Regions from separate parts of the Mus musculus genome. Here regions 1, 2, 3, 4, 5 and 7 are each linked to region 6. Evidence: chromatin contacts called from public HiCAR-type, HiChIP or PLAC-seq and promoter capture Hi-C data. All regions are on one chromosome and are shown on one strand. The core of a region is the stretch at or near the end of the contact, and the rest is flanking DNA. Distances in the headings are between cores, read along the strand shown.

What was found. Promoter capture Hi-C pulls out the DNA fragments that hold promoters and counts their contacts. HiCAR-type assays count read pairs that join an accessible place to other places. HiChIP or PLAC-seq counts read pairs in DNA pulled down with a chosen protein or histone mark.
Region 1: a contact with region 6 is called in a HiCAR-type map of astrocytes, with 9 times the contacts expected there. The contact joins the promoter of Bag2 here to the promoter of Ptp4a1 in region 6. A contact is called at or near these places in 7 of 39 promoter capture datasets (cranial neural crest, frontonasal cranial neural crest, hippocampal neurons and 3 more), 2 of 484 Hi-C or Micro-C datasets (the G1E-ER4 cell line and cortical neurons) and 3 of 115 datasets of contacts at active chromatin or transcription factors (astrocytes, forebrain and large pre-B cells).
Region 2: a contact with region 6 is called in a promoter capture Hi-C map of pre-B cells. The contact joins the promoter of 1700001G17Rik here to the promoter of Ptp4a1 in region 6. A contact is called at or near these places in 13 of 39 promoter capture datasets (the 3T3-L1 cell line, the C10 cell line, the HPC-7 cell line and 10 more), 5 of 115 datasets of contacts at active chromatin or transcription factors (astrocytes, cardiomyocytes, extraembryonic endoderm stem cells and 1 more) and 1 of 9 other capture datasets (liver).
Region 3: a HiCAR-type map of astrocytes shows a contact between it and region 6, with 7 times the contacts expected there. The contact joins the promoter of Rab23 here to the promoter of Ptp4a1 in region 6. A contact is called at or near these places in 14 of 39 promoter capture datasets (the 3T3-L1 cell line, the C10 cell line, cranial neural crest and 9 more) and 5 of 115 datasets of contacts at active chromatin or transcription factors (astrocytes, embryonic forebrain, epiblast stem cells and 2 more).
Region 4: a promoter capture Hi-C map of hematopoietic stem and progenitor cells shows a contact between it and region 6. The contact joins the promoter of Bend6 here to the promoter of Ptp4a1 in region 6. A contact is called at or near these places in 9 of 39 promoter capture datasets (cranial neural crest, hematopoietic stem and progenitor cells, hippocampal neurons and 5 more) and 3 of 115 datasets of contacts at active chromatin or transcription factors (astrocytes, embryonic forebrain and forebrain).
Region 5: a contact with region 6 is called in a HiCAR-type map of astrocytes, with 9 times the contacts expected there. The contact joins the promoter of Zfp451 here to the promoter of Ptp4a1 in region 6. A contact is called at or near these places in 6 of 39 promoter capture datasets (the C10 cell line, cranial neural crest, frontonasal cranial neural crest and 3 more), 7 of 115 datasets of contacts at active chromatin or transcription factors (astrocytes, embryonic forebrain, embryonic limb bud and 4 more) and 1 of 9 other capture datasets (adipose tissue).
Region 7: an H3K27ac HiChIP or PLAC-seq map of differentiating embryonic stem cells shows a contact between it and region 6, with 15 times the contacts expected there. The contact joins the enhancer-like site here to the promoter of Ptp4a1 in region 6. A contact is called at or near these places in 7 of 39 promoter capture datasets (cranial neural crest, frontonasal cranial neural crest, liver and 3 more) and 4 of 115 datasets of contacts at active chromatin or transcription factors (differentiating embryonic stem cells, epiblast stem cells, forebrain and 1 more).

The regions. Positions count from the first base shown.
Region 1 is chr1:33,756,448-33,759,520 of GRCm38.p6, forward strand. Bag2 (BCL2-associated athanogene 2) reads right to left here and starts at 1,303. Exons shown (of 3, transcript NM_145392.2): 1 at 1,132-1,303. The coding sequence starts at 1,244.
Region 2 is chr1:33,668,110-33,671,518 of GRCm38.p6, forward strand. It overlaps 1700001G17Rik (RIKEN cDNA 1700001G17 gene), which reads left to right and starts at 1,715. Exons shown (of 1, transcript NR_033199.2): 1 at 1,715-2,603. Prim2 (DNA primase, p58 subunit) reads right to left here and starts at 1,685. Exons shown (of 14, transcript NM_008922.2): 1 at 1,515-1,685; 2 at 749-911. The coding sequence starts at 902.
Region 3 is chr1:33,718,360-33,721,360 of GRCm38.p6, forward strand. It overlaps Rab23 (RAB23, member RAS oncogene family), which reads left to right and starts at 1,537. Exons shown (of 8, transcript NM_008999.4): 1 at 1,537-1,814. It overlaps Gm32229 (predicted gene, 32229), which reads right to left and starts at 1,487. Exons shown (of 4, transcript NR_157041.1): 1 at 1,421-1,487.
Region 4 is chr1:33,905,863-33,909,007 of GRCm38.p6, forward strand. Bend6 (BEN domain containing 6) reads right to left here and starts at 1,759. Exons shown (of 7, transcript NM_177235.3): 1 at 1,704-1,759. It overlaps Dst (dystonin), which reads left to right and starts at 2,363. Exons shown (of 103, transcript NM_001276764.1): 1 at 2,363-2,590; 2 at 3,137-3,145. The coding sequence starts at 2,410.
Region 5 is chr1:33,813,078-33,816,348 of GRCm38.p6, forward strand. Zfp451 (zinc finger protein 451) reads right to left here and starts at 1,518. Exons shown (of 15, transcript NM_133817.3): 1 at 1,261-1,518; 2 at 650-733. The coding sequence starts at 1,281.
Region 6 is chr1:30,947,596-30,951,085 of GRCm38.p6, forward strand. It overlaps Ptp4a1 (protein tyrosine phosphatase 4a1), which reads right to left and starts at 2,160. Exons shown (of 6, transcript NM_011200.2): 1 at 1,954-2,160. LOC115487084 (a long non-coding RNA gene) reads left to right here and starts at 2,276. Exons shown (of 1, transcript NR_164183.1): 1 at 2,276-3,490.
Region 7 is chr1:33,737,963-33,741,221 of GRCm38.p6, forward strand. It overlaps Rab23 (RAB23, member RAS oncogene family), which reads left to right. Exons shown (of 8, transcript NM_008999.4): 7 at 326-418; 8 at 1,291-3,259. The coding sequence ends at 1,430. Among named protein-coding and RNA genes, the nearest start is that of Bag2, 18 kb to the right of the region's middle. Within about 2 kb of position 1,544, at least 51 of the 459 cell types and tissues checked have an H3K27ac peak or open chromatin away from gene starts, as enhancers often do. A contact at or near this core is called in differentiating embryonic stem cells and epiblast stem cells, where this site is marked.

The DNA of each region.
Region 1 (3,073 bases), core at 53-2,552, 2.8 Mb after region 6:
ACACAGGCTTGATTAAGTAAAGGTTCAGAACAATGACTCAGCTTGAAGAGTCACAACTTCCTGAACCCTTTCAAGAAAAAAAATCGGAGCAGTTGGGAATATACTGTCAAAGGTTAGAGCCTACCTCGCACAAGGAAACATTCTCGCCCCCTTTCACAGCGCAGGTCCCTTTGTCTCCCGGAGTTGGGGGATATAGGGTTCAGGTTTCTTTTGTGGCTACTCCACAGTCAGTGAAAGTTTTCTCACCTTCTGGCTCTTTTCTCCTAATAGTAACAGTAATGAGCGCCTCCCGTGTAACGAACACTGCTTGCATTTTTTTTTTCCTGTGCAGACACACTTCCCTGTGTTTGGTGGCTGCGTGGAGGGAGATTCATCTCCCTCTTATAATTTTGGGTCATAGTGTTCTGCTTACGCAGAACCCGGAGAAAACTAGGGAACAACGTGTGTGTCAGGGCATCTTGATAAGATTTTCATGGAACACCTGCACATGATCAAAACTTGCACAACTTTGAAGACATTAACATTTCCACCAGATACATAAGGCTCACGTGGTTAAAGCCAACCAAGTGTTCACAGCATTCGTTAGTAGTATTCATGAGTTAGAAATTTTACGACAAGGCTGTCCCCGTGTCAGAATCTTAGGGAGAGTGTGACTCCTGCCTTTGGTGTTTTCGGGCCTGCGATTGGCACTTCCAAGGTGTCAGCCGTGTCTTCTAAATGTACAACAAACACGGACAGACTGCAGAGGGCATTGCACGTGGTTGAGAGAATGAAGGATGGTATCCAACTTCGGTGTACCTCGCGCGGTCTCTCATGAGTCCGATTCTCGATGATCCCCAGGAGGGGCCGTCCTGGATACTACCACCCCCCCCTCCCTTACACTTGTATTACTATGAAGTGATCTGGGGCAAAGAAACTTACTCCAGTGTGGGGTGAGGGGGGGGGGGGCACACCAACCTGCTGCCTCCCTCCTGGAAGCAGAAAAGTTAAAGGCAGAGGGGGACCGCGCAGAAGATTCTGGAAGTTCTGCAAGCCGCACTCGCTCGCCAGTCTGCCGGGCCGGGGGAGGGGAGCCCAACCGGAGCGCGCCCCCGCCCGCGCTCGCCCCTGTGCGCGCCCCGCGGCCCTCACCTGAGCTCCAGCTGGTCCAGACTCTCCAGCAGGCGGCTGGAGCGGTCGGCCATGGAAGACGAGCGGCAGAAGCGGCCCTCGTGGGCCTTGGCGCTGATCTTCGCCTGGGCCATGAGCTCCGGGGGTCCTCGGCGTCCGCGGGCAGCAGTGGCGCGAGCCGCACGTCGCCGTCACCACGGGCGCCGCTGACGCGGACGGCACCGCCCCCACCTCCCCGGCTCTCCACCCCCGAGGCCGTGCGGCCAAACAAGGGCAGGCGCGGTCGCAGCCGCGGGCACGCCAGGGTGGGGGACCCTGCCCCGGCGCCCAGGGCCTCGGCCGGTCCTCCCAGCACCCACGGTTCACAGCAAGGACGAAGTGGGTGCAGCCCGTGAGAAGAGGAGACAATCCAGTGCACCCTAGGGCAGTCTCTACTTGTTCGACCTGTCCGGTGACCAGGCAGGCTCGGGAGAGGACAGGGAAAGCCTAGACCACAGGCTCCAAATAAGGAGAAGCCAAGTGGATCCGTGTTGTCTCCCCTTTCCAATGAAAGGATTATTACTATCACACATAACTTGTTTAAACCCTCTGCGAATGATATTCAGTAGGCTTAGATGTCAGAAGCTGCAGAGGTCAGTAGGTCTGAAATACGAAGCCGCATCTTAAAGTTGTGTTTTGTCCTCTCAGTGTACAGGGTACAGAAAATGGGAAACAAAGTACATTTACATCCTTTACCCAGAACTCAAAGCCATTAGATTACTGAACAGAGACAAGCCCCTTAAGTACAGTTTCTAATCCTGTCCCCACCACACCCCGAACACATCTTAATACTAATAAACGGTGGATTATCTTGGCTTCATTAAACACTGTCATCTCACGATACAACCGTGAAATCTGAACATTTTGTGGACATCTTGAAAGTCTGAACTTGGGCAGGTCTCAGGTCTAATGCTCCTCTGGAGGCTGACAAGTTGTGTAACGTGGGCCAGGGTGGATTCAAGGCTAGGCTGGGTAGCTTCAGCAAGTGTCAAAGGAAAAATAAAAGTGGCCGCAGACATAGCTCTGTTAGGTTGGCAACGAGGCCAGGCAGATGTGGTGGTTTGAATGAGATGCCATCTGTGCTCTCTAGCACTTGAACACTGGGGAGGCCTGGGTGTGGCCTTGCTGAAGGAAGTGTATCACTCCCCGTGGGCAGGTTTCAGAAGACCAAGCTATTCCCAGTGTCTCTCTGCCTCTGCTTGGGTTTGAGATCTGAGTGCTCAGGACATGTCTCTGCAGCCATCATAGACTCAGACCCTCTGTATCTAAGTCCAATTAAATGCTTTCTTTTACAAGTTGTCTTGGTGGAGGTGTTTTATCACAGCAGTAGGAAAGTAACTAAAATGGCAGGGATCTTCATATGTTTGTTTAAATGTCTCCACACGTTGAACACGCACAGAGGCATCTCCAGTCTAAGTTACTACGGATATGCTCCTGTCTAATGACACGCCTATGCTCTTTTCCTTATATAAATTATGACTTTAAACTGAGCATGCTTTGGAATAGGCATGTTCCTTCATGAATATGTACAGGATTCCTGAAAGAAAAAAAAAAAAAATCCCTCAGTGCTACCTGAGCTTGTGGAGAGCTTTGCTTTGGTAATGGCTCTGGAACTCTTCCTGCCTGGTGCAGGTTGCAAATCTTTGTCTTTTGCATCCTGGCGGTGCCTAGTTTGGCTTCACAATCAGCAAAACAGGTAATCTTTAGTCACCTAGCCTAGAATCACCCTGGGCTCTTTCACTCTTGTATCCTAGATACAATCCATGAATAGGTACCAGTTCTACCTTCAGAATCCTCCTTGATCCCACCGACTCGTCCTTACCTGGATGACTGCAGAGCCCCGTGTGCTCTCTCACATGTGTCTTAAAGAGCCTCTCCCATCAACACAGCATTCAAGCACAGTAGGCTGTACCATAAGCTCTCC
Region 2 (3,409 bases), core at 465-2,964, 2.7 Mb after region 6:
TAAGAAAAATGAACAGTGTTTTCCCATCTCCTGATTACTCCAGCAAGAATATTCTGGAACATAAACTCTAAGAGGGCTTGTATTTGTCTCAGTTCATAGCTAGCTCCTTCATTTCTTCTCTCACACACAAAGGATAAGAGGCCTCCAGTTCAGTGGCTGCATCCTTCTCACACCTCGGTCCTGCGCATTATAATATGCCTTCAAATGTCCACACGTCTCCACTCTCCCTCAACTACTCACACCGGAAGCATAGCTCTCTTTCACAGCCGCAAGCCTTTGTAGAGACCATTATCACAGTTTGGAAAAGCCCTTCACTGCTTCTGCTGGGAAATCCCTACTGTCTGCTCATTTCTTCAGAAACCAGACCAAATTCCAACTTCTCTAGGAAACCTTCCTTAAGTAGACTAAGCTAGTTATTCTCACTTTTACACTCCAGGGGCATTAATATTTACTTCTATCAAAGCAGAAAGTAATCTGATGTATGATTTTAACTCTACACGTCTGTCTCCACATAGCAAATACAGTTTCAACATAGACCTTAATTGCATTACTCATTACAAAGTCCCTGCCACCTGGAAGCAGAGTACTCAATGTGCATACTACAGTGAAGAAGTGAATGACAAACCTTCAACAGCAAATCACCAACGGATGTTGAATGGGCTGCTGAACAAAGAGGAACTGCCTTTATTCATCGTGTGATAACTGCACTTCTCAAGGACACAAACATTGGACTTTAAATGCCACTTACATTTAACTCTGTCAAAAGCCAAGTTTTCAAACTCCGTCAACGATATGTTTTCAGTAGGCGGCTGCAGGTAAAACTGAAGGCTGTGAGGGTAACTAGCATTTCTCTGGTCACCCGCCAATCGCAGCTTCTTCCGGATCCTTCCTGAGAACTGCATCTTGACCACCTTTTGAAAGCAGTGAAATAAATTATATAAATATATATTTATATTATATATTATATAAATTATATATATATGTTATATAGTATATATTGCAATATATAGTGCTTAGGTGGCAACGCAATATATATGTTAAAATGACGGAAAAAGGCTGAGTCAATAGAGTAAATATTTATGGAAACACAAAATATTGGATGCACAGACTTTTTTAAAGGGATTATTCCTAGACCCTGCTGTGTTGTCTAGATTTTCTATACACATCTGTAATAACAGGGGCGAATGTGGGAAGGGCTCAAACTGGGGTATATGTAGACGGTGGCCCTTGTAAGCCAAAGAGTGATCACTAAGTGTTGCTGCCTGCCACCCTCAGGCATGTGCGAACCCAAGACAAGATGAGGTTTGAGGGGAGGGGGGTGTTAAATTCCTGAAATCAAGGTAAAGCAAAGTAGATTCTACCTAGATGAGAGGCTTACTTCTCGTACTTCTAACTCTGGAATCCAGCCTTTCCAGAATAGTCAAAAGTGCCTTAACTTCCCTTCCGGCCCCAGCGCCTTCCCGGGCCGCCCTCCCCGCCATCCCACCCGGAGCCTCCCTCCGACCCGACACCACCTGTCACTCGGTCCCACCAGGTCAGCTCACAAGCTTCCAACTCCACGGCTTCTCTCCGTCCCAAATAAAGCCGCAGTAGATTGTTTAACCAGCCAGCAGCCAGGCTGAAAGAAACACCCGCGCTGACAGCCGCTCTCTCCCAGTGGCGGGAGAGTTCATTTGGAACGGGAAGCGGAAGTGATGCGCAGAGGTCCCACCCCCTGGCGCCCCGCCCACCGCGGTGTGGCGCGGTAGCGACTGAAGGTAGTGCGCGTCTGGAGCGTTTTGCACGCCGACCGACTTTTTGATGCTGGTTTTGTTTTTTGTTTTGTTGACGGATGTGAGTTCTTTTGAGACCATGTCTCGCACCGAAGCCCAGGCTAACTTGGAATTGGTGGCGATCCTCCTGCCTCAACCTCCCACAAGTGCTGGGCTTAGGCTGAGCCGCAACACCCGCCCTAAGATATCTTGAATGCAAGTGATGGAGATTTTGTTGGGTTTTTTGTTTTTGTTTTCCAGAACCCCAGGTGCCCTCTCTGCGCGGAGACGCCTTTGGGCTTGGGGCTGCAGTGCAAACGGCAAACATTCCCGCGCTGCAGCCAGAGTCAGGGTAACTGAGGCTCCGGAAGCTTGCGGGCGCTTTACCGGGGGTGGCCTCCCCTCTGTCATTCCAGGAGGTGGGAAGGAGCCGCCGTGTCCGCTTTGCCCACGACACAAGGACTGTCCCTCCTCGTTGTTAGCAACGCTGCCTTCATCTTCCGGACGAGAAAAGAGCTGTAAGAATGACGTCGGTTTGCTCGTCCCCGCGCGATGCTCGCCAGGGAACACGCGAGCGAGCATAGACTTCGGGGAGCGGAGGAACCTGCAGGACTTAGCAAAAAGCGCTCCGGGACCACAGCGAGGCCAGCTAGGTGGCGTCCTAAGAGCCTGGACGGCCGCTGCGGTCTACAGTGTGTTCGAGGCGGCGTGTCCCCCTACAAAAGCCACCCACAAGCTCTGGGATGGGGCTGGGAGTGGTCGGGTTTAGAAATGCATAGTATATCCTAGTACTTTGAAGCCTCAAAGTACCCACCTAAGATAGACTAAATCGGCGGCTGTCCCTTGAAACGGAACCTGTTTATCTGTCAATTTTTATTCTCAAGCCACACAAAACAGACTCTAGTTAATTAGCCCCAATTTACACATAAAAGAACGGTGACTTCCAAAGGATTCCTGACAGGGGACTCCATTCTGCCAACCTCACTGGCCTGATTTCTTTCGTATGACAGTAGGGTACTCACTTCTCCTCTGTGGCCTATATACAATTATCATCACCAAATCCATAGACACTCCTAAAATATATTAACTGCCTTGTGTGTGTGTGTGGGGGGGGGGGGGGGCTGAAGCACAGAAGGAGAGATACCGTGATTAGAATGAGGACACCATGGAAATTTAAGTGAAATCACAAAGAATAAAAAGAAAACAAAACTAAATATCTGAATATATAAAAACATAAAGCTGGGCGTGGTGGCGCACGCCTATAATCCCACCACTTGAGAGGCTGAGGCAGGCGGATTTCTGTGTTCAAGACCAGCCTGGTCTACTGAGTGAGTTCCAGGACAGCTAGGGCTACACAGAGAAACCCTGTCTCGAAAAAAAACAAAAAAAAACAAACAAAACAAAAAAAAAAAAAAAAAAACATTAAATTGTGCAGCTAACAAAACAAAACAAAACAACAACAAAAAAAACATTAAATTGTGCAGCTAAAAAAGTCCCCAGAATTATTTTTCAGTCAGAAAGAGTATGAGTTTATTAGAGAAAATGTTAACAGGAACTGAACAATTAGCTCATAAAAGTATGAAAATGTTTATTACTACTGTCGGCAATGAAATTTTTTCCTTGCAAAATTGGCAAATATTTCACAATAAAAGAGCTCA
Region 3 (3,001 bases), core at 287-2,786, 2.8 Mb after region 6:
TGTCTCGAAAAACTAACTAACTAAATAAATAAATAAAATAATTTTAGAAAATGCTCTTGACTTGTAGGTCCCTACTCTTGTGTAGCTCGGCTGCTAATTGTGGGTCATATCCTAGGACCAGGCTTTTTTTCCCCCATCTGCTATGACTGCACAAAACCTTTAAGTCAGAGAACTTAAAAAAAAAAAAAAAAGATTTATTTTATGTGTGAGAGTACACTGTCACTGTCTTCAGACACACCAGAAGAGAGTTTCAGATCCCATTACAGATGGTTGTGAGCCACCACGTGGTTGCTGGGAATTGAACTCAGGACTTCTGGAAGAAGAGTCAGTACTCTTAACCACTGAGCCATCTCTCCAGCTCCACTCAGAGAACTTTCAGTGTCAAGAGTTTTGAGCAACAACGGAAATGAACTGAACGCTTGGCATGATGACACAGCCTTGTAATTTCAGCACTGAAGAGATTGACACAGCAGGGTGGTGAGTTGAAATTCAGCCTTAGCTGCACTTGGCCAGTCTTGGATAAATAACCAGACTTTGCCTTGAAAAACAAAAACCAAACGCCAAGCCAAACAAAAACAAAAAAACAAACCCCAAACTAAAAAGGAAGGAGAAAACAATGGGTTTGGCATGCAGTGTGTGCTTTTGTGTACAGCACTTTGTTTTAACCTTAAGCTTCTGTCATTGTGTGTTGTTAATGCTTACAGCTGCAGAGGCTCCTTTTCATGGCTGTGTAGTGGTTCCATTACACAACGGAGAGGTATTAGTTCATTGACATCTTTTGGGTTATTTCCATTTGGAGAGTATTAGGACAGATGCAGCTATGGGTGTCCTGACATCTGTTTGCCTGTATATCATAAGGACAGTTCCTATCAGCTGTGTGACCAAGGAATGGGTGGATCACAGGGTGCACAAATGTAACAAACTCTCCTTCTCGTTCAAAGGAGTTGCTCCAGCACACAAATTCAGCTAATTCACATTCTTTTCAACACTTGGTATTTTATATCACCCTCCCCTGTTTTATTTTGATGCATACAGAAACAACCAACGTTTATGTATTTTGAGACATAGTTTATTGTAGTTCAGGCTGGCCTTGAAATCCTGATCTTCATGCCACACCATCTTTCCAAGTACTAGGATCACACACGTGTGTTTCCACGCCGCGTTTGAAGCGAGTTTGCTTTTTTGCAGGACCTTTTTAAATTTGTGGGTTAGTTTTCTGAGTTGTTAGCCATCACGGTCTTCTATTTTGTTCAGTCATACCCTGCAAACAAATTATTTGTCTTCATTCATCACTTTTTTTTTCACACTTCAGTGCTACCACGTGAGTCTCAGGTGGTGACAGACTTCTGAGGCCCCCGGATACCTGACCCTGTGTAGGGAAACAAGGCACACCTTCAGTAGGTTAGCACATCCTGCTCACCTTGGTCTCCTTGGGTACCAAGGCCTGATGCTGTGCAAACCCAGCCCGCGCCTTCCCTGCCAGCGCAGGGCGGGGCCGGTGCTGAGCATGCGCAGACCAGGTGGCGCATGCTCCTCAGCGCGGCGGGCGGGAGTCCGGCGCGCCCTCCATCCCCGGCGGCGTCGGCAAGGAGTAGCTCGGTGAACCCGGATACTAATAAAGTTCGCTAGAGACTCATAATCGTTCTGAAAGAGCGGAGCGGGTACGAGGCGTCCGCGGGGAGGAGCCGGGCTCGGTGCTGCGGGCTGTGCGTTCCGGGCTCGGTGTTGCGGACTGTGCGTTCCGGGCTCAGCGCTGCGGGTTGTGCGTTCCGGGCTGCGGGCTCCGCGCTGAGGGTTCCGGGCTGCGGGCAGAGGTGAGTGCGGCCTGCGCGGCCTCGGCTCGGGGCTGCGGTGCCGCCGGGATGTCGCTGTGGGCGCGGACGGCGGCTGCGGGCGGCGCTCTGCTCTCGCGTCCTCGTGGGGACCGCTCCGCGCCGACGACCCCGGCCGCGGCTCGCTCACCAACCGCCGTGGCTTCCCAGGAGCGGGAACCCGAGAGTGGGAGAACTTGATGCGGGTGCGGCGCGGCGCGGGACGCACAGGGCTGCGCGACTCCGCCTGGGACGATCCCAGTGCCTTCTGTAACGGGCGGGTTGCTGTAGGAAAAAACAAACCCGGCAAGCCTTTCTTTAGCAAGTTGACCCATCCTTTCCTTTGCCTACGCGAGAGTCTGCATTGGTTGCCAAGGGATTTGAAACCGAGAAGAGAGGACATTGATAATTACTGTCGGTTTTTAATTATATGTAGCATTGTGCTTTTCAAAGAACATACTTATTTTTTGCATTTTTTTTTTCTTAAAAGCATGTGTGATTTGGGATAGGCTCTCCCTGTGATGGCATGGCTGGCTTGGAACTTGTGTAGACAGGCTGGCCTCAAACTCAGAGCCTCTTCCCCCTGAAGGCTGGGATGCAGTGTTGTAACTAGTTTCTGAGAATCTTAACAGTAATTCCCGACGCTACGATCTGCTTTCACATCTTTGTTTAAATTTTATTTTTTAACTTCCATATGGTAAAAAAAAAAACCCAAATAACCATTTGGAGAGTTTTAGATTCATATATCTGGTCAGGATATGAAACCAGTCCTGCTACCTGTTAAAACCTCATGTTGTCTCTTTATATCTTACCTCTTATTCCTGATTCCTAGAAATCACTGTTTTCAGAATGCCATTTTAGTGTAACAGTTTGAGATGTTGATAACTGTCTTCCATGACTATATATAAACACCTTTGAGATTCAAGATGCGGCCCTGTTGGTTATTGGGGGGACAGGCTCTTCATATCTTTTTGAGACAAGATCTCAGGTGGTCCAGGCTAGCCTCAGACTTGCTCCAGTAGCAAGGATAATCATGACCTTAGGATTCTTCTGCCTCTACCTCCCTAGTGCTGGGATGACAGACATGTGCCGTCATGCCAGGTGTGTGTGTGTGTGTGTGTGTGTGTGCGCCGCGGGCTGCTAGGCATGGCGTCCGGGGCCTTGTGGAGCTAGACAAACAGTGTACCAAT
Region 4 (3,145 bases), core at 509-3,008, 3.0 Mb after region 6:
TCAGTTAAACGTTTACCTTATCGGGGAGATAAATGATATTCTTGTGTGCAACTGAAACTTGTGAATGGCGGCAGCAAGGCTCAGGATGATAATAATCGCAGTAAATAATAGCTCAGAGAATCGGAATCGCTATTTACTTGCTGTTCGCTGTTAAAAGCACAGAATTTGGGGCAAACTGATTACTTTGCTGAGTTTACAGCCTCAGACCTATTTCTGTTCAGAGATATTTGTGCCATTTCAGCTCACTGCCAAGCTCTGGTCAGTGAGAAACGTAAGGATGACCTTCGGAAACCGCATCGGCTAGCACCACCCCCAGTTTGCAGAAGGTTACTCTGGTCCAGTATAAAACGACCCTCCGGTGCCCTGCTCAGCGTGCTGGGTTCTTCCTTTCGCGGTGTACCACACTTTGCAAGATCTCGGGATTCTCTTCAACCCCCCCCCCCCGCCCCCCTGCATAGCAGATAGGAATACAGTTTCTTACTGCAGTGGGCTGCAGTGTCAGGAGCCCTTCAGCTCTGTGCACGGGATGCAGAAGTTCCAGACAGCTCTGCTGACTGCCAGGGACCCGTGAAGCCTGTTTGGCACCCAGTGCTCCCCGCAGTCTGACAGTCAAGAGTCTCACCTTCCTCAGTGTCGGCAAGCAAGGTGCTTTCCATCCTCAGCCTCAAACAACAGAATGAGTGGCATATAATAGCAATCTGTATTTGTTTTAGGAGGCCAACATGCAAATAAGAGCACATTTTCCTGTGCTTTCCGTGCTTATGAACCTGGCATCAGGGCTAAGCAACATCTTTCCGCATTTCTTTTAATGCTCACACTTGATAATACATCATTCACCTATCAGTCACTAATGGCTACACATTTTTGCAGAACTGAACAGTTGGTTTCATATAGTTAGACAACAATACACACATTCCTATCGATTCTTCAATTGACTTTTGGAATTTTACGAATTATTTAGTTTCAAGCCAGTTACTAGAAATTGCACAAATGTAATATTTCATTTGTCATATGTCATATAGTTAATTTAAAAAATACAAGTCAATGAAAGAAAACAAATCATCCAACTCCCACAGGGAAAGCCAGTTTGCCTTAGGGGCAAGCAGGGCAGAGCACTGCACTGGCCCGCTAAGGCCGCAACACGCTGCAGGCGGCCACTGCAGCTTTGGCTTTCTCGCCAGGTGGCAGAGGCCCTCCGCAAAAGAGCACACCGCAGCGCTCACGCCTTGCCTTCTTCGTTGGCACCGAATCAGCGATCACTGTCAAGTGTCCAGCCCACAACTGCGATACAGTTTTTGCGGATTGTAACGGAATGTAAGGGAAGCTGGAAAAAAACGGCAAAGGGGAGAAGGGTGTGTACCCGAGTGTGACCGATCGCCGTTGTCTGACAGTGCCTAAAAATTTCTCCTGCAGTATCTACAGGCCAATCAATCACCAACTTCCTTCATCCTTCATCATGTCAGATCCTTACATCTAAAATCACCTCTCCCTACAAAGCCAATAAATGAATCAGGGTTCTTTGACCGTGGCAGAGCTCACGTCTGGGCTGAGAATCAGCACCAAGTTTGGGGGTGGTAGGGTGCAAGCCTGCAGACCGCGGCGTGCCGCCTTTCCTAAGATTGGACCAGCTTGGAGATGGCCCTTCCAGGTGCTCGCGCCTCCATGCGCAGGGACTACCCCCGCCCCCAAACCAAATAGCTCACCCTGCTGCATCCTCCGAGCCCCAGCCTCCGGGCGGGCTCAGGGAGGCGGGAGCCCGGGTTCCCCCCGGCTCCTTGGCGCCCCCTGACGTCGGCCTCCAGCAGAAGGTCCGCGGAGGCTTACACAGGCGAAACCCGGGGGTCCCCGCGCACCGCCGCCCGGCGCGTGGCCTGGCGGGCCGCGCGCGCACCGAACCGACCTGCTGGAGGGCGCGCGCCGCTCGGTCCCGGCCCCAGCCATGCGCGCGCGCCCGCACCCGCGCCGCCGCTGCCGCCGCAGCCCGTGACGTCACCCACCGAGCCCCCCGCCGGCTCGCCGCGCCCCGTCCCGCCCCACGTGCGCCGGCTTCAGGACGCCGAGGCCCCGGGCGGCCACCCGATGATGCTCCCAGCCGGCTGCGTCCCGGGCGGGGCTGAGCCCGAGAGCTGCGCGCGGGCTGGGGCGCCTGCGGAGGGAGGGGCGCGGCTCTCGCCGCTGCGCCGCGTGCTGAGTCATGGCGAGAGCTGCCCGCTGCTCTCCATCAGTCGTTCCGGGGCCGGCGCGGGGTGTGCAGCCATTGGGCCGCGCGCGGGGCCGCGAGCGCCGGGCTTGACGCGCTGAGCCGCGCTCGCCCCTGTCCGCCGCGCCCGCCCCGCGTCCCGCGCCCCGCGCCCCGCGCGCTCTGCAGCCTTAGCCCCGCGCCGCACGGCCCCCCGCCTCGCCCGCACCATGATCGCCGCCGCTTTCCTCGTTTTGCTGAGACCCTACAGCATCCAATGTGCTCTCTTCCTCTTGTTGCTCCTGCTGGGCACCGTCGCCACCATCGTCTTCTTCTGCTGCTGGCACCGCAAGCTCCAGAAAGGGAGACATCCGATGAAATCGGTCTTTTCGGGTCGTTCCAGAAGCAGAGGTAAGACACGCCGCCGCTGGGTTCTTCTGGGCAGAAGCGAGGTTCAAGCCTTCTCTGCCTCTTCTGCCCACTCAGTGCCCACTCCTCAAGCTAAGTGCATTTATTTATTTAACGCGCCCTGGCCCTTTGGCCTCACCTCCATCCTCTGAGTCACCAGGTTTGGATAACCACGGAGATTCGGAGGTCCTGGAAGGAAGGATCAGGCTCCGATTCTTAGGGTCAGTTTGCTAGAGCCCAGAAGGTAATTGTAGGGGAGTCCTGGGCTGAGGTACTCGTATCTTTGCCAAGCCTTTGCTGGAGCTTAGGAATAAAAAAGTAAGGCGTGATGATATGGGCTCCCCTCTCCCAACTTTGCTGGAACTTCTTGCAGAGAAATCACCTTAGAGACAGATGGTCCAATACTCTCTCCGCCCCGCCCCAATATGCCCACGGAATTGGAGAGAGACACCTAGAATGTGCTTTCCCGAATCCAGGTAAGTGATCAGTAACTCTTTAGGCTGAGAACAAGGAGTTAACGGAGTCTCGTTTTCCCTCTTTTCTCCCCAGATGCTGCTC
Region 5 (3,271 bases), core at 268-2,767, 2.9 Mb after region 6:
CAATCACCCAAAGCCGTTTCCCTTCCCTCTCACCATCACTTTAGGACTGGCTGGGAGATCCCAGGGTCCCTCACTGTATGTCAAAATAACAATACCTAGGCTCCAGCCTGGATTTCTGATTCAACAGATCTGGAGGGGGCCCAGATCTTACAGCTTCCACTCAACGCTGGAGAACACCTGCTCCCCAAAGGAACAAATGTAGAAAAACAGCAGTGTTTCAGGTGACACAGGCCTCCCCATTGTGACCAACAATTTTCTGTGATGTAACAAGATGACCTCAGACGTTAGGGAAGTCCTCAGCGATTAGAGGATACATCATGCTAAGATGCAATGTTCTTTGCAGGCCTTACTTCCAACCTCCTGGCATTAACTAGTCCTGTGTGTCTTCTTTCTTGGACAGAAGTTAAGCCCTGGGCAGTACCAGGAAGCACAAAACAATTCGGATGCCTACTCCAATTGTTCAGGTAGCCCCAAGCACTGAGGTATCCCTTAGGGTGAAAGTCCCCAGCATCAGTGTGCGACAGCTATTCGCCATTCATGACTATCTGTTGAGTCTGTTGAGTGATGACTGCCTGTCTGGTGGGGCTTAATCATACAATGGCTTACCACACTTCACTCCAGCAAACCGCGATTGTCTGTCTCTACTTACACTAACAAACTGAATGTCATCTTCGTTTTCATCCGTGGTAGACTCTGATGCCTCGGGCCCAGCTGGTGGGACAGATTCTATTATCTATAAACAAAAGCCAAAACACGCTTATCGATTCAGCCACAAGATCGCAGGAAGAAATTCTCCCCAAAAGGATCGATTAAAGACAAAAGCCCCTGAGGGGAAGCAGCAGGACCAAGCGGAAATCCAGCCCAGGGAACTGCATGGAGGAGGCCGGGCGTGCTAAGCCGTCTTGGAGCTGCAGAGACCTAGCTTCCCAGGCGAGCTGCCACAATTCCCCTCCCCGCCTCTTACAGGGGCAGGGATGCAGGCTCTAAACCCCCGGGGTCGGGGATGCAGGCTTCAAGTACAAGGCCAGCCTGCCTCCAAGCCCTTCTCACCCTCGGGGCTGCGGCTGCTTCGGCTAGGGCGGCCAGGGGCTGGGGGCGGCCGGACCGCCATTGTTGAGGACTCCACGCAGACGTGCACCAGGCCCGGAGGCCCCGCACTCGCCCGAGGCCGCCGCCCGGCTGAGCCCAAAGCTGAGAAGACAAACCAAACCTTTCGGGGTCGGGCTCGGCGGAGCCAAGGCCCGGGCCGCCACCACTCACCTCCGGCCCTGGGTCTCCCATTTCTCCCACGGCCTGTCAGCACCACGCTCCCGCCGCCGCCGCTGCTGTTCCCGACGCCGCCGCCACGACTTCCCTCTCGCCCGGCGCCGCGCGACCCGCCCTGCGTGAGCGCCCACGCAGCTGACGCCTCAGGCCGCGGGGACGCCAAGCTGCCGGACCCCAAGCGCGGCCTCACTGCCGCTAGCTTCCAGCGCCGCTTTGTACGCTCCCCGCCTTCCTCCCGCCCCGCGAGGGATTCTGGGAGTCGTAGTTTCCGCCGGTCTCGAGGCTGACGACCGCGTGGCGGGGAAAGGTGGCGAGGATCCGGAGCTCGGCGCTCATCTGCATCTCCGGAAGATGGCAGGAGGAGGTGGTGAGGGTCTTGATGTAGTTTTGAGTCCACGCCAATTCTCGTTCCGCTGCCGCCTTTCACTTAGAGACACTGACAGGAAAAGAGCCCCACTGGCAACAAGCAAGGCAGATGAAAACATGGAAGACTTTTTCCTCCCAATTACATCTTGGCAAAGCAAGGGCAAGAGCTTATATATGGCATTCCTGAGAGGTCATTAATTCTCGCAGAAGTCTCACAAAGGGGCTTCCTTGTTGTCCACAGGTTCCTGTAAACTAAAAGTAGCATTACTGATAAGGTTCCAGAGGGCTGCCCCTAGCCTTTCCTGTTTCTCCCTTGTTCTTTTCAGGCTAGGTTGAGTTGATAGGTTAATTACTTGGAGAGTGGAACACAGAGGTGTGGGCAAAACAGTCCTAGTAATGTCAGTTAACCCTTTCAGACCTTTAGTGATCATACTGCTATGAAAGCAATGCTCAGTGGTCTTTGTTTCGGGCCAGAAGGAAGGATGGATCGATAGATGGATGGATAGGTTTAAGTGAAGTCCAAGACCTGAAGCACTTGAGCTACTCAATCTCTCTCATGTTTTCTATCTCCCGGTGCTAGTAAATATTCAGTCTCACTCAAGGACCAGAGAGAGGAGCAAGGAGTAAAACTAGAGTACAGAGTTCAGCGGGAAAGTAAAAGCAGCTAAATCCCAGGGGTATAATGTAATTTTTCAAGATACACTTGGACTCTTATAAAATAAAACCGAGCCGGGCCGGTGGTGGCGCACGCCTTTAATCCCAGCACTTGGGAGGCAGAGGCAGTCGGATTTCTGAGTTCAAGGCCAGCCTGGTCTACAGAGAGAGTTCCAAGACAGCCAGGAATACACAGAGAAACCCTGTCTCAAAAAAAAAAAAAAACAAAAAAACAAAAAGAAACCCTGTACCAAAAAACAAACAAAAAAGGTTAAATAGATATTTCCTTTGTCAGTTGCCGCTAGCTACCCTTCTGTGAATGTAAAATGGTTCAGACCTTACTGACAGGGTTGGAGCCTGTGTAGGGTTTAGGGGAGGAGATACTTTTTATATAAGCAAAATTGAAAATTGGACCTGTGATAGAGCTCTCTCTCTCTCTCTCTCTCTCTCTCTCTCTCTCTCTCTTCCCCTCCTCCTCTCCTTTTCCCTCTCCCCCTCCCTTCTCTTCCCCCTTGTCTGGGGTCAGAGATTGGGCTTGCAGGAACAACAGAGAAGCAGCTGGCAGGACACAGGTAAAACAGTATTCTAGGAAAGAAGCTAAGGAGCCCTCTTGGGTTTGGAGGAGCTAAAGAAAAAGGTAGACTGGCTTGGAAGAATGACACAGAGAGATTTCTGAAAAGCCAGCAGTTTCATTGTAGAATCGTAGAATCGGGCTTGCAAATAGATGTTTTGTATATGGTTCAGAAAATAAAATTACCTCACTGAGTGAGCTAGAAGGGTTTTTTTTTATACCTCCTGTGTCTTTATTGGTATAAAGATGAGATAATTTAAATGGTTACACTGTGCGGAACACCATGACAGTGGATGAGGAATTCTGTAAGACCCTAGTGTTGGCAGAAACATCACTTGCAGGAAAGACAAATCCATACCCAGAATAAAGATCTACTCCAGCAAAGACAAAGTGTTCTCCTTTCCATGGAGGAAG
Region 6 (3,490 bases), core at 910-3,409:
TAAGACAAGTTCAAATAAAATATACACAATATTATCTTTTTGCTATTTTAAAACTCCAATTCCACTTCTCTGCTGCAAAGCTAAAATCCAATTCAAATATGAAAAGAGGAAATCAAGACTTTCTAATGGTCTCAAACAATGTAACCATAACTATGATCATTGACAGATACATTTCCATAAGTTCCTCCTTAAAAAAGCTAAAGCAGATTGGTGCCAGCACCAACTAGTATATTCATAGTCATACGATACTTTTTCAGAGTCTATGCATAAAAGCCTTTCAGATAAACCCAATAGAAGTAAAATGGGAATTAACAAAACCCTTTAAGGTCTATCTACTCTAGGCAGTTTGTGGTGGAAAGAAAAGCAGTTGCACTTAGTAACAAGAACACTCAATGACAACCGTTGTCCTTCAGAGCAAACTACTCAAGTAAAATCTTGAAACAAAAAAACAAACAAACAAACAAAAAAATCAGTCAAAAATTCCCTGACTATTTTTATAGTGAAACAAAGGAACTAATCCCCCAAACTCTTATTTACTAGGAGGTACCACAAGCAAGACAACTTATTCCCGACACGTGCCCTCACAAAGTACATCTATTCAGTGCGTTAAAAAACCCAGTGTAAATTACCAGTAAAGATTAATACTTCAGAGAGCAGACTCCCTCCAATAATCTCAAAAATATTATTTATTTATATATATACATATATATATAAATACATACATATGTATATATATTGCATATATAAAAATCTTTTGCCCGTGTATATAAAATGGTCCTAAATTTTTTTCTTCCTTGTTTTTGTTAATTTGGCACTTTATTGAACATTCATACACAGGTCCGATATAGCTTTTAAAGAGTTCCATTAGGAAGCTGGAGGGCAGCAAGAAAAAAATTTTCCTGAACTGCTTTGAAATGAGTGGAGCCACCCAGTGGCTGGAGGACACTTCTGTTAAAACAGTGGAGACCACCGAAATCCTTCTTAATAATATCCTCCCACTCCCTCACAGGCAAAACCTCAACATGATAGGCAGCCAAGATACACGACGAGATCGTCCCATTTTAATTGCATGCACCATAAGCAAAAAAAAAAAAAAAAAAAAAAAAGGATCATTTGTGTGTGTGTATGTGTGTAGCATTAGCTTCAGTCTGTCAGACTCTAGAATCAAACCAGTCTGTGGGATCATCTGCTTTATCCAATTCTGTTCCAAATACACTCAGGTTTCAGGTAACGCGCCCAATCTAGCGCGTGTGCAAGCGCTGTTTCCTTCCGGGAACAGATCGCGATTTTCTGGTTTTCCAACCGTTTTAGCCGGCACGAAGCAAACAGCAAAATAATAATAATAATTAAAAAAAGCAAGCCAGGATAGGATTCATGACCCCTAAGCTCCGGAATCCAGACCTCTGGTCACCGCACAGACCGTTCCGACACCGTGGAAATTTCAGCTCGCCAGCGGTGGAATGGTGCAGGGCTGCTCGCTCAACAGGAGCCGCGCAGTTCTGCCCAGCAGCTCCTGTTGCTCCAGCCCAAGAGCGGACCGCCCCACGCGCAGCCCGCCTCGGGGCCGAGTCAGAGTCCCCCTCCGCCGACCGGGTCGCCACTACCGAAGCCCGGCGGCGATCGGCAAGCCCGGGCTTGAGCGGCGCGCACAGTCGCGAGGTCCGCAATCACGGGTTCACGGTGGCGAGCGCGGGCGGCCACCGAGGCCATCTTGGGAGGCCCCGGGCGCCCGGTCCCGGTCCCCCCGCAGCCCCGCCCCGCCCCGGCCACGTCCACGACGCCCGCGCGGCTTCTCGGAACAAAGGCCGCAGGGTGGCACGCGCACAAAGCCGCTGGGCTGCCCTGCCGGTCGCTCCGGGTCCGGGCCCCGCCGCCGGCGTTTCGGTCGCCCGGCCACCCTCCTTTCCCTCCTCGGTCGCTCGCTCTAACAAAGGCCGGGCCCGCGGTACTCACAGGAATATGTCTACTCATTGAAGATTGTGGCCTAATCATACAGCCGGTCCCGAGGCGGCGCAGGCGGCGGCGGCAGGGCAGGCGGCGGTGGGCGTCGCGGGGCGGCGGCGGGGATGCAGGCGGCGGGGGCACCAGACGACCATGCAGTGAGCTGCCCGAGGAGCGTCGCCGAGCCGGCCGCAGCCCAGAGCCAATGCGCGCGCCCAGGCGCCCCTGCGTCACAAGTCCGCCCCTTTATAGCCGGCGCGACGTGCGCACAGGCGGCAGCCAATCACGGCGCGGGACGCCTGCGGCTCGAGGCGGGGCCCGGGACGCAGACGTCACTCGGGGCAGCCGCCACCGGTGCGAACCGGTTGATGAATGGCGCGGTGTGCTGGCTGGTCCTCGCCACCAAACGCTCCGGTCGCTAGAGCCGCGAGTTCGCCTCAACTTGGAACGCCTCTCCGGCGGGCGGAACCCTGTAGCCCGAGGCCATAGCTCTGTCGCGCTGGCCAACGGTTTACCTTGGCCCTTGCGCCCGGGGATCTCCGTCATCACTCCATATTGATGTCGCATGACCGCTGGGCGGCTGACTCACCGCTCCAGAGCCCGGCCCTAGTCTGGGACTAGGGATTCTCGTCACCACGGGCACTTCCACGTGTGGGAAGGCTCTCCGCAGAGATTAGCCGGTGGAACCCAGGAAATGTCCCTATTTTTTTTTTTTTTTTTCTTTCGAGGCACGTGAAGCCTAGTTGCTTCCTAGCCTTTCTTCTTCTCCCCCCACCCCCTTTCTTTTTAGGTTACACCCCTAAACTGCTGATTCTGGCAACTGCAGTTGGCTCGTTTGTGGCATTTCGAAATCACATGCATCCTTTGTACTGCTGCTCATTCTCAGATAATGAAAGGTTAGCTTTTGCTAAGGGGAAGCTTTTTTTTTTTCTTTTTCTTTTTAAATTAAGAATCTTCGGCTTTATCAAGGGCTGATGTAAGTTTTTGCGTCAAAAGCTAAGCTTTCCCCTTTTGTTGATCTTCAGTCCTGTTCCAGTGTCCTTTTAATCTAGGCTTCTAAGTGAAGCCTGAGTGCAGCTGTTTCTGATCATACAAGGGCAGCTTTTATCTGAAAACCCTTTCTGCTCGCTTGTCTAGGACAGGTAAACAGGACCTTTACCTGCTTTGGAGAACTCAGCTTTCCAATAACACTGAGGCCTTTTGTTCCCTGTTTTTCTGCACATTAGGCCGGAGAAATCATAAGTTGTGCTCTCTCTTATTGTGTACCGAATTTTGTGATTTATTAGCACTTCTATTTAGAGACTTCCTTGCATAGTTACTTAAATGTCTTATAAACATGCAATCTGTAAGCAACGTAAGTACATTAAAAAAAGGGGGGGGCAGACCTTTAATAACAGCAACAACAACAACAAAAAGCAACTCATCGTCATTAAAAATTGCTTGGCCAGGGATCCATTTAAAGTCAAGAACTTGAAGCATAGATCCCTTCACAAATAGAGGTAAAGTGAGGTAACAATTAAATTATGTAAGTCCTAAGAAAATGCAGGGA
Region 7 (3,259 bases), core at 294-2,793, 2.8 Mb after region 6:
TAATATTTACTTATTATATGTATGTATACTGCATCTGTCTTCAGACACACCAGAAGAGGGCGTCAGGCATCAGATCTCATTATGGGTGGTTGTGAGCCACCATGTGGTTGCTGGGACTTGAACTCAGGACCTTCGTAAGAGCAGTCAGTGCTCTTAACCACTGAGCCATCTCTCCAGCACTCAAATAATTTCTAAAAGCTGAATTTTAACTAAATCGTATTCTTTTCATCTAATGTAATTTAAAATTAATTTAGAAAGTATAAATATTGCAATCTGAAAATAGACTTACTTGCATAGTCATACTGACTGTGTGTGTGTTTTCTAGTTTTTAAATATTTGGCTGAGAAACACCTACAAAAACTCAAACAACAAATAACCGAAGATCCAGAACAGACACACTCAAGTAGTAACAAGATTGGTAAGTGCGTGGTAAGAACCCAGCCTGTGCGTTGCATTGACCCGGCCCTCCATTTACTGTTGCTGCACCTATTGTGTAACCGGCTCATTTCTGTAAGAACTCTGGGTTAAGTCATGATTACTGAGCTCGGTGACTATCAGCTCTCTCTTTAAAAGGGGATTTGTTACTGATGTTGTTCGATGCTGTCTTGGCCTCAGAGGCTCGCTGGACACACTAGGCGGGCACAGTGAGGGTGCACTCCCACCTTTTGTACGCACTCCTTCCTCTCTTAGGAGCTGTGCGGTTAGAGCTGCCTTTGACCATCCTCTGGGTCTGTGGTCCCTCACGGGTACGTTTTGCTTAGGCATGCTGACAGCAAGATGAGACTAAGCTGCACAAGAGGACCTTGTCTCCAGAAACCAGAGCAAGATGATACACTGTTGTATGGCACCACTTGCCAGTATACTGCGCATCACCTGTTAGACCACAGCTTCCCACCGGCAATGACTGGCCTAGCGTCTGTTTCCTTGATGGTGCAAGGTTTTGTGTATCTTGATGCTCGGTAGTTCATGAGTTAGCAGTGCTATTGTGCACACAGTACATGTCAAGGTGCAGCTATGATAGCTTCCCCTCTCACCCACTGGTCTCTGGTGTCTGGGGTTTTAGCCTCAGGGTGCAGAGTTCCTGGAGATGGTTAGCAGCAGTCAGTATAGCAGCACTGCGTGATAGGATGCTGACCTTCCTGCTTAGGAGCGCTCTGTTCTAGTGCAGTAAGAAACAGAAACAGAAACAACAGAGGTACTGGCTTCTCTGTCCCACTTTACTATCAATGATAACACATGACAGGTGACGTGGAGGCGGATCAGTCACTGTGCTTTCCCTCATTTACACAGGTGTCTTTAATGCATCGGTCAGAAGTCACTTGGGCCAGAATTCAAGTTCCCTTAATGGTGGCGATGTCATCAACCTTAGACCTAACAAACAAAGGACCAAGAGAACCAGAAACCCTTTCAGCAGCTGTAGTGTACCCTAAACTGTTTCATGGAGGACAAAGCTGAATTGCACCGTGCAGTTAACGGCACTGTGTGCGGGCTGTCCTGCGTGTGTCGTGGGCCTCTCACCACGCTCTGAAAGCTGACATTGTAACGCTGCTCTGCTGTGCTCCTCAGAATGTAGATGGCGCCCTCTGCTGGAGAATTACTGCTCTGTGGACTCACTCTAGTTTTTTACCTTAGACGAGGCTTCTCCTGTTTTTGAACGGACACCAGTGGAAATGTCAAAAACAGGTTTTGCTGAATTTTAAATTCTGAAGACAAAAACAACATGACTAACTACATCGGTAACCATTTTACCCTGATGGACCATGAGGGATGGCAAGCATTGTTCTGACACTGGGCGTCGAGCTTTTCTGGAATGTTCAGTCTGAATGCTTAAAGAACATATGGAAGGGAAACCCGGACTATGTCAGACTGCCCTGGTGTGTGTGTTGTCAGAGGTACTCGTGCAATATCCGTGATGTGCGGACTGTGGGGGTGTGCATGCAGACTCCTGGCTCAGGCAGTAGGCCTGTGCCCTGGGAAAGGGGATGCAGATTCTAGTCAGTTCGCTCGCTCGTACAACCATTGCGTATGTTTCTGGTCTCACCTGAGGCGTCCGGACATACTTTACAGAAAGAACTTGGACCCAAGTGTGCCAAACACTACCGCTAATTTTTACACTACTTTCCTATTCAAATTTGTATTTATGACATCTTGTAGAGGCAGTTTCCTCTCCGACAGGTAGATGAAAGGAATGTAAATGTCTGACTGCTCGGGCCTGTCCCTCCTGGGATTCTCCCAGAGCCTTCTCCATAGCCACTGTAAGCAATGTGCCCGGTACACACAGCAGCCTGCAGCCACTCAGAAGGCCCTGTGGAGCGCGTGCACACCAGCTTCTGGCTGCTGACCTGAGACCAAACTCTGAACTTCCAAGCTGAAGGGGACCATCTTTGCAGAGTGATGGTCTTTGGTCCTGATCACAGATTTTCTGAAGCCCTGCAACTCTAAGGCATCCTTTTGTTTACACTCTTAGTATAGCATTTACCATTATTGCTTAAGTTTTTCTGTGGCCTTTGGTGTACGTGGACCTTATCAGGAACGATCGGTAAGAAGCGCCTGTAAAGACCCGGTATGGGAAAGAAGGGGAAACGTGTGAGCTGGGCACCAGCCTGCCTGCCAAAGAGATAATATCATGAGTTCTACTAAAAACTCATTATCCTTAATCAGTCATTTTACTTAGAAAATATCAATAACCCGTTTCCACAGTCCTGGTTTTCATGTACTTCAAAATATATAAAAGTGATATTTCTTGGAACGTGTGCTTTTCCTTTCTTTTTTTTTCTTTTTTTTACTAAAATATATAAATAGTTCCTATATTTCTCTTGTCTTTTTTTTCTTTAAAGTTTACCCTTGGCGTACCACCCATCCTGCCCAGCACAGGTTCCTGTTGCGAGCAGAGGTCGCTGAGCGCCCTCCCTCCATGGTGGTCCACATGCTTGCTTTTCCCATTGGCATCCCAAGCAGGCAGGATCATCTGTGTGGTCAGCTGTTAGCGCCCCTGGTGCAGGGTAAGGTGGGGGACTTGGATCCACACAGTGGTGCCTGCTGTGAGACGTGATTTTTTTCCTCTTCAAACACAGACTCCTCAGTTTTTACACAAAGTAAATTTGTTGGCAAATAAATTAGTTGACCCTTTTAATGGCATTGGCAGAAAATTCATTCCTTATAGAACATTGTAGCTTTATTTGTAGCCACTAAATGCATGGTAAAAAGGTGTGTGGTCTGTCTCTTTAAAACAGTGTCTGGTGATGGCTGCCGTTTCCTT